2 separate regions of the Sus scrofa genome follow, and region 1 is linked to region 2. Evidence: chromatin contacts called from public Hi-C data. All regions are on one chromosome and are shown on one strand. Each heading gives the region's core, a stretch centred on a gene start, on an enhancer-like site or on the middle of the called end of the contact. The rest is flanking DNA. Distances are from core to core; before and after follow the strand shown. Region 1 holds the start of CBX4 (E3 SUMO-protein ligase CBX4). Region 2 overlaps TBC1D16 (TBC1 domain family member 16).

Region 1 (3,452 bases), core at 851-3,350, 91 kb before region 2:
TCCCAAGAGGTTAAGTTCAGTTCCGTGACGTCCGGCGGTTTCACAATGCCAGCTCCCTTGGAGCTGCCCTGAGAGTTGTCCCTGCCAAGTGGCCAGTGGCTGCAGAAAAGCAACACCTAGGCTCCGAGGGTGGGGCTCCAAGGTGGGGGGCCCCCGCAGACAACCAGCCGGCGCCCCAACTATCCCACGTAGCAGTGGGGCCATCCGAATGCACCCTTCCCGCAGTTCCCCCCAAACACAGGCTCTCCTTCTCCGGCCCTGCCCCGCCCCCACGCCCGGGCTGCAGCAACCGCCAAGGACGTTGGTTAGAGGAGCCGAGGCCCCAGCGGTGCCCGTTCAGGCCCGTCGGGGGGAGGGGACTTCGCCGGCCCCCCTCCTGGCCCTTTCCCCCTTTCTTATGGCAACGTTGGCCCACTCTCCCATTCCCATATACGGTCAACGGCTGCGGGAGGCGGCTGCTTGGGGGACGCTCACCTGTTCTGGAAGGCGATGAGCAGCCGGGGATCCAGGATGTTCTCCTCGGGTTCCCACGTGTTATATCTTGCAAGGGAAAAGGGAGGGGGACACAGCGTAAAAAAACCCAAAAAAAACCCCCAAAACAACAACAACAACAAAAAAACCCGAGCCAGCTTTTTGGCCTCCAGGTGGGGAATGACATAAAGCCTTACTCTGTCTTCATGAACCGAAAGCTATTTAGCTGTGGATGTGTGTGTGGGGGGGGAGGGTAAATTTCTGCAGGCCAAACACGGTCCCTGATACACCCTCCCCAAGTCAAAATAAACACACAAGGGCAGGAAGAAAGGGGAGGGGTAAGGAAAATGAAACTAGCAGTTTATTTTGCAGTTGTCAAGAATTTTAAGCATGTTACTGCGACATGTTCCAAAGCCACTTTGCTCACCAGGAACCCTGCGTGCAAAGCAGCCGAAATGCAAAGTCGCAAGTCCCCTCCTCCTCGCCCCAGCCCGGGTCTCCGTGAGGGCTTCAGCCATTCTCCATTTGACCCCTAATCCGATCACCGTCAGCCAAGCGGCCCCCCCAAACCCCCTCGCGACCCTGGAGCCCGCTGTCACGGGCAAGCACCCCTAAATACTCAGCAACACAAAAATATGCCTCTCTCTCTCTGTGTGAGTGTGTGTGTGCGTGTGCCTGCGCGTCTGTCTCCATCCGGTGCCTTCGCATTTCAAATTAAAAAAAAAAAAAATTCCCCACCAAAAGCGCCGCAGTGACAGTTCCCAACATTTTCTGCCTTTTTTTCCCCTCTCCCTGCACCACTAGGAGGGAAGAGGCACACAATTGCATTTTCGTCGCTTTTTAATTTTTTTTTTTTTTTTGGTTTTGCAATATGGAGCCGTTCGGTGGAGGGAAAGGGGAAAGGAGCCATTTTCTGCTGCACATCAGTCAGTGCCTGCGCCCTCCCTCCCTCCGCCGGCCTCCCCGGCTCAGCCCCGCGTCTCTCCAGCTCCTCCGGCTCCTTTTAGTGCATAAATTAGTGATGGCATTTCCCGGAGAGCGGAGCACAACACAGGGCGCCGGGCTCGGGCTCGGCGGCTCGGCTTCCCCAGTGCCTGCCACCGACTTCCCCACCCCCTCCTCCCTCCACCCCATCTCCACCCCGCCTCCCGTCCGCTCCCCCCACCACCCCACCAGCCCGGCGGGTCCGGAGCCCTGGAGCTCAGAGCCTCGGTACCGGGCTCCCCCGCCCCTCGGCCGCTACTTACTTGGGGGACCAGCCTCTCCATTTCACCAGATACTCCACTCTGCCCTGAGGGGGGAAGAGACAGCACTCCATCAGCTTCCGCGGGATCCCCGGCTCCGGCCCGCAGCCTCCCCACCCCCTCCCCGCCTCCTCGCGGGCTGCTCCCGCTGCCGCTCCCCCGCCGCCTCGCCGCCGCCCCCGCGCCGCCCTACCTTGCGGATCCGCTTCTTCTCGATGCTCTCCACCGCGAAGACGTGCTCGCCAACAGCTGGCAGCTCCATGGCCGAGCCGGAGCGCGCCGGGGCGCGGGCGGCCAGCGCGGCTGCAGACGCTGCTGGCTCCCGCCGGCGCCCCGCTGCCGCCCCGGCCGAGGCGCCCCCGCCGCCCGCGCCGCCGCCGCCGCCGCCGCTCGCCCAGCACAACCCGGCCGCCCGCCGCTGCCCGCGCCTGCCCCGCTCCCGGCTCGCACTCGCTCAGACAACTGAGCCCGGGCCGCGGCTGCACAAGAACTCATGCAAATCCGGACGTCAGCGGGCGGGGCCTCGCTGGGCCCTGTTCGGCGTCAGGGGGCGGGCCGCGGCCGGGATTGGCGCAGCCGGGCCTACCGGAGGCCCCGGGCCTGGGCGGCGAGTGGGGCGGGGGGGGGGCGGGCGGGAGGAAGGGCGCGCGGGGGGGGGCGGGAGGAGGAGGACTCCGGAGAGGTGCAGAGGGAGGGATCCGCGATCCTGGGAGAGGGACAGTGGAGGGAGGGAGCGGGACCGGGACCGGGTTGGAGAGGTGTGTCGGCCGAAGGCGGAGGAGCGGGTGGTGGAGAGCTTGACAGGGCCGCGAGGATCCGGCGGCGACCCTTAGCCTGCGGCCCAGAGCCTCCGCCAGCCCCCTCGCCTTCAGTTCTCAGCGCCCACTGCCCCAGGACCCCTGCCGGGGGCCACGGAAGCATCCACTGCAGTTTCCCTTTGCACCCAATTGCGTCACGTGCAGACGCGGGGGGGTGGGGGCTCCGGCAGGGGGCGTAATTGAGGCAGGGGCAGCCCGCGCCCCCTATCCTCTGTGCCCCGCCGCTCGGCCCCGCCCCAAGAGGCTTGGGGCGTTTTGGAAGGCCAGGGGTGGGAGAGAAAGGGCGGGGAGGAATGAGAGGGCTGGGTGCAAAGGCTCGCCCGGGAGAGCGAGGTAGAGGAGAAAGGGACTAGAGGAGCAGGCAGCCTGGGCCCTTAGCTCTCAAGAACCTTACCAGAGGGTTTTCCGATCCCACCCTGGATCTCGACAGCCTCCTAGTTTACTCTGGGCTCCCTCCTTGGCGGGGCGAGGGCCGGATGTCCATCCCCCCACCCCCACCCCGCGGCCAATACTGCAGAGGCAGAGAGGACAGAGAGGGGGCGAAGAGGCTGTCCAGATCTGCTTGGGGGCCCGAGGGTACTTCGTGGGGTCACGAGAAGGGCTTCGAAAGGTGAAGCGGGGAAGGCCAAGAAGAAGTCGAATGTAAGCAGGGCACAGCAGGGCCGCACGAAGGGGAGGTGAATGGAATCGCGGAGGAGACAAGCGTTCGTCACGAAGTCGCACTCCCTGCTCCTCGTGTGGCAGCCGCAGCCGAGCCGAGGCCCTCCCCACGCGGCCCAAGAAGCTGCCGAGTGTGAAGTTTAGCACCTCCGGCGGCGAGACGGCGCGTTCCGGCGTGCCGCTCCAGCGTCCGGCTGGGGGAGCTGCTGCGCCCCACGCGGCCTCCGGAGGGCGCCGCCCGCGGGGCCGCGAGCTCTGT
Region 2 (3,607 bases), core at 119-2,618:
TTTGGGGGCTGATGACCAGAGGCCTTGCTATGGGGGGTGGGGGGGGTGCGCTCCCTTGGCCAGAGCTGGGGGCTGATGAGGCCTAGGTGGACGTGAACCTGTATGAGTCTATTAAGGCCAAATGCAAGAAGACCCCACTGTGGGACTCTCTGGGTCATGCACCCCCGCACCCAGCAGAGTGGCTCCCCGTATGGGTGCTGGGGGCACAGCTGTGCCATGGGTGGGGACCCTGCAGTCCCCTGGCAGTTCCCCCAGGTCGGCAGAACAGAATCATCACTATCCAGGCTGGTGGTTTCCCAACTTTTTCGGTGATGTTCCCCTAGGCAATTTAAAAATGGAATGAATACTAATAATAATTTGACTAAATTTAGGTGTTCCCCTTAGGCATCTGATTAAATTTCATGAACTCTTTTTTTTCAGGCTTTCAGCCCAAGTTTGCCTTCTCTCTCTGCCTAACTGTGAGGACTGCTGGGCCGTCACGTGGGTCAGTGGACTCACCTCTGGAGGGCGCCTGGGGAAAGGCAGTGGGGTTTGGAGCGCCCCTTCGGGGGTCGGGGTAAGCGAGGGCTGCCCAGAGAAAGAGCACGTGGTCACAGAAGCGCCACAAAGGTCAGGAGGCCATCAAATCGTTTTTCTAACAGAGACACTGAGGGACCAGCTGAGAGGCATGGCCGGTGGGAGAGACGGCAGAGCTGGGAGCCAGAACCTTCTGCATTCTGACCTCTGGGCCTTGCTCCCTCCATGCAGCTCTTTCCCCCTCTCAGCCAGTCTGGGTTCGAGGGAAATTCCTGCGGGAGCCCCAGTAGCAGAGACCTGATGGGCTCCTCAAGATGCCATCTGGGATGCTCAGAGTGACAACCCAGGGACCACCCTGCTGTGCGCGCCTGTGCTCGGCCTGGCACCTTCAGTCCCTCCGGACAGGCTGGAAGCGGAGCGTGACTGCCGCGGGACCCCCACACCAGAGCCGACCGGAGCTGCTGGCATTGAGGGCAGGAGTCAGTAACAGGGCTTGGGCAGTGGGAGGTCCTGGGGGAATGTTAGTTGCTACCCTCTATCACTTCATTTTTTTAATTCAATGAATTTTACCATATTTATAGTTATACGACCATCGTCACTATCCCTTCTAACCCCAAACTGCGACTAATAGTGACAATAAAATAAAACGTGCCTGCCTTCTTGGATGGGCGCTGGTGACTCATTTACATCCCTCTAACTCCCATCCACGTGGTGGACCCCACAAGCCCGAACTCCTTGCAGAGCGCCTGCCCGGGGAGCGACCTCAGAACCGGGCTCCCTTGCCTTCTCCCGTGACGCCGCTTCCACACCACTCTTGTTTCGTCACCCCTGGGCCTGGTTCCACGTTGACCAACAGCAGCCTTTGGCGCCGAGCCACCGCTTGCTCGGCTCGGGGCAGTTAAGGCAAACCGGGACTGGGACTCTGGCTGACGGATCTTCTAGAGCAAAACGGCCGTTCCAACCTGAGGAGGGTGGCCTAGGAAGCTCTGCTTCTCAGGGTGGCACAGCCGTCCTTCAGCAGCCTGACTCAGCCCACCCAGAGGCTCGCTGCCAGCCTCGACTGCCAGGCGGCTGTCTGTCCTCGGAGCCGTGTACAGGGCAGAAGGGAGGCCGTGGGCGGCAGGTCTCAGGGAGATGGGGTAGCTCCCTACCTCCTGGTCTCCGTGAAAACCATCCCCAAATCTTGATACGGCGGGGAGATTGGGGGACCCTCAGAGGAGGGCTTTCTCTTTCCGATGTACTCTTCTATAAAACCACAAAGACCCCAGGAAATAAATGGGCCACGGACACATACTTCACACACACACACACACACACACACACACACACACACACAAATGATGTGAATAAACCTACAGAAATATATTCAAATCATCAGTCATAAAGAAATGCAAAGGAGCCTGGTTTTCAAGCCCACGGGTCAGCAGTGATTTATTTCCAAGGGAGTGGAAGCCGACGTTGGGAGGTGTACTATGAAGCTGGCACCAGCCCCTCCTGCCCTGGGCGAGGCGAACGGGCACATGTCTACCCTCTCCACCAGCCCTTCTTTCATGGGAAAAGGAACATGCTGCTTACAAATTCACTCAGAGGCGTGTAAAGCAAAACTGTAAAGTCTCTTGTTCCTTTGCCAGACTCAGCCCGGACTCAATCCTGCCCTTCCACAGGTAACCACGGGCCAGGCAGCCCTCTGTGGGTGTTCTATGGCACCCACACCCAGCCACACAGACACACACACACACCCCACACACACATTAAAGCGGAAATAGGAGCAGGCTGTCAATACTGTTCAGCTGGATTTTTCTGTTACTATACCTCGGCTTTGTCCTGTCAGTACATCGGGTCAGCTGCATTTCTTTTTAAGTGTTGCTTCGGGTTCTGTGTATTTATTTATACCTTCTCTATGGACAAAGACTTGGGGTGGTTCCTGTTTTTGGTTTTTATAAAATAAACAATATCACATTGAATTTCGGTATGTGTGCATATGTACGCATTAAACCTTTGTACGTGCACGAACTTACACATCAGACTTTTGCGCACATGTAAATATGGAACCCTGTGTGTTTGTGTGTGTACACAAACATTTACATCTTTGTGCACCGTCTATGAATTTGTCCACAATGAAGGCTCACACCTTTAAAGCAGCAATTGGCAACGTGTCTCAATAACTGAAAACGTTTCCCTCTTTGATTCTGTTTCTGGGAACCCACTGGAGGAATAATCCTATTTGTGCACCAGCACCAAGCAGAAGCAGGTATCTCATAAGAACGGCAGAAAACTGGAAACAACTCAGTGTCCATGAAAGGTGTACCACCAAGTGAAATGTCATATATCCTCCCAATAGGATATTAGGGAGGCGCTTGAAATGATGGCCATTAAGAGGACACGGAAAGAATTTATAATAGGACATGAATTGAAAACAGCAGGACGGGACTCACATAATCCTGGTGGGGGGGAGCGTAAGCCGGCCCATCATCTGTGCAAAACAATGGGTGTTTCTTGTGAAGCTGAGCACACACAGCCCAGAGGGATTCACTCCCCACACCAAAGCCCGGTGCAAGAATTGTCATAGAGAAACCCCCTGAAAACACACCGAACAGCGAGTGCCAGGGACACGGATGGACGAACTGGGCAATGGTCACAGCTTGGGGTACCTCCTGGCAGTCCCGGGAAATAAACCTCATGACCTTAAGACACAGAGCTGGTCACAGAAGGTTGCAAAGGATGCTGACATTTTAATATGCTCAAAATCAGACAAAACTAAACCCATATTGTTGGAAAAGGTACACAGATGTGGCCAACCTGCCTTAGAAGAGGGAGGAAATAATGCCCACGGCATCCCAGAAAGTGATGCTTCCCGGAGTCCAGATTCCAGGGAAGGAAGGGAGCCTCAGTGGCTGGGTCAGTTCAGGCATGCAGCTGTGCCAAGGGTAATGGGGGTGCATTTTATTATTATGCTGCATCATATACATGTTTTATATCTATATCTATATACACACACACACATATATATAGCATGTATCAAATATAGCAAATTTTTAAAATATTACTTTAAAAACCAATAAGCCAAAATTTACAAACAGCATGTCTGCAA

What was found. Hi-C and Micro-C count contacts between places; a contact is called where the count stands out from the background.
Region 1: a Hi-C map of skeletal muscle shows a contact between it and region 2, with 2.4 times the contacts expected there. The contact joins the promoter of CBX4 here to the enhancer-like site in region 2. A contact is called at or near these places in 2 of 5 promoter capture datasets (fetal skeletal muscle and liver), 8 of 47 Hi-C or Micro-C datasets (alveolar macrophages, embryonic fibroblasts, epiblast stem cells and 2 more) and 1 of 2 datasets of contacts at active chromatin or transcription factors (skeletal muscle).

What each region holds. Positions count from the first base shown.
Region 1 is chr12:2,519,561-2,523,012 of Sscrofa11.1, reverse strand. It overlaps CBX4 (E3 SUMO-protein ligase CBX4), which reads right to left and starts at 2,100. Exons shown (of 5, transcript XM_003131145.4): 1 at 1,909-2,100; 2 at 1,719-1,762; 3 at 475-540. The coding sequence starts at 1,977.
Region 2 is chr12:2,428,127-2,431,733 of Sscrofa11.1, reverse strand. All of the region lies in intron 4 of TBC1D16 (TBC1 domain family member 16), which reads right to left. Among named protein-coding and RNA genes, the nearest start is that of TBC1D16, 46 kb to the right of the region's middle. Within about 2 kb of position 1,368, at least 10 of the 83 cell types and tissues checked have an H3K27ac peak or open chromatin away from gene starts, as enhancers often do. A contact at or near this core is called in skeletal muscle, where this site is marked.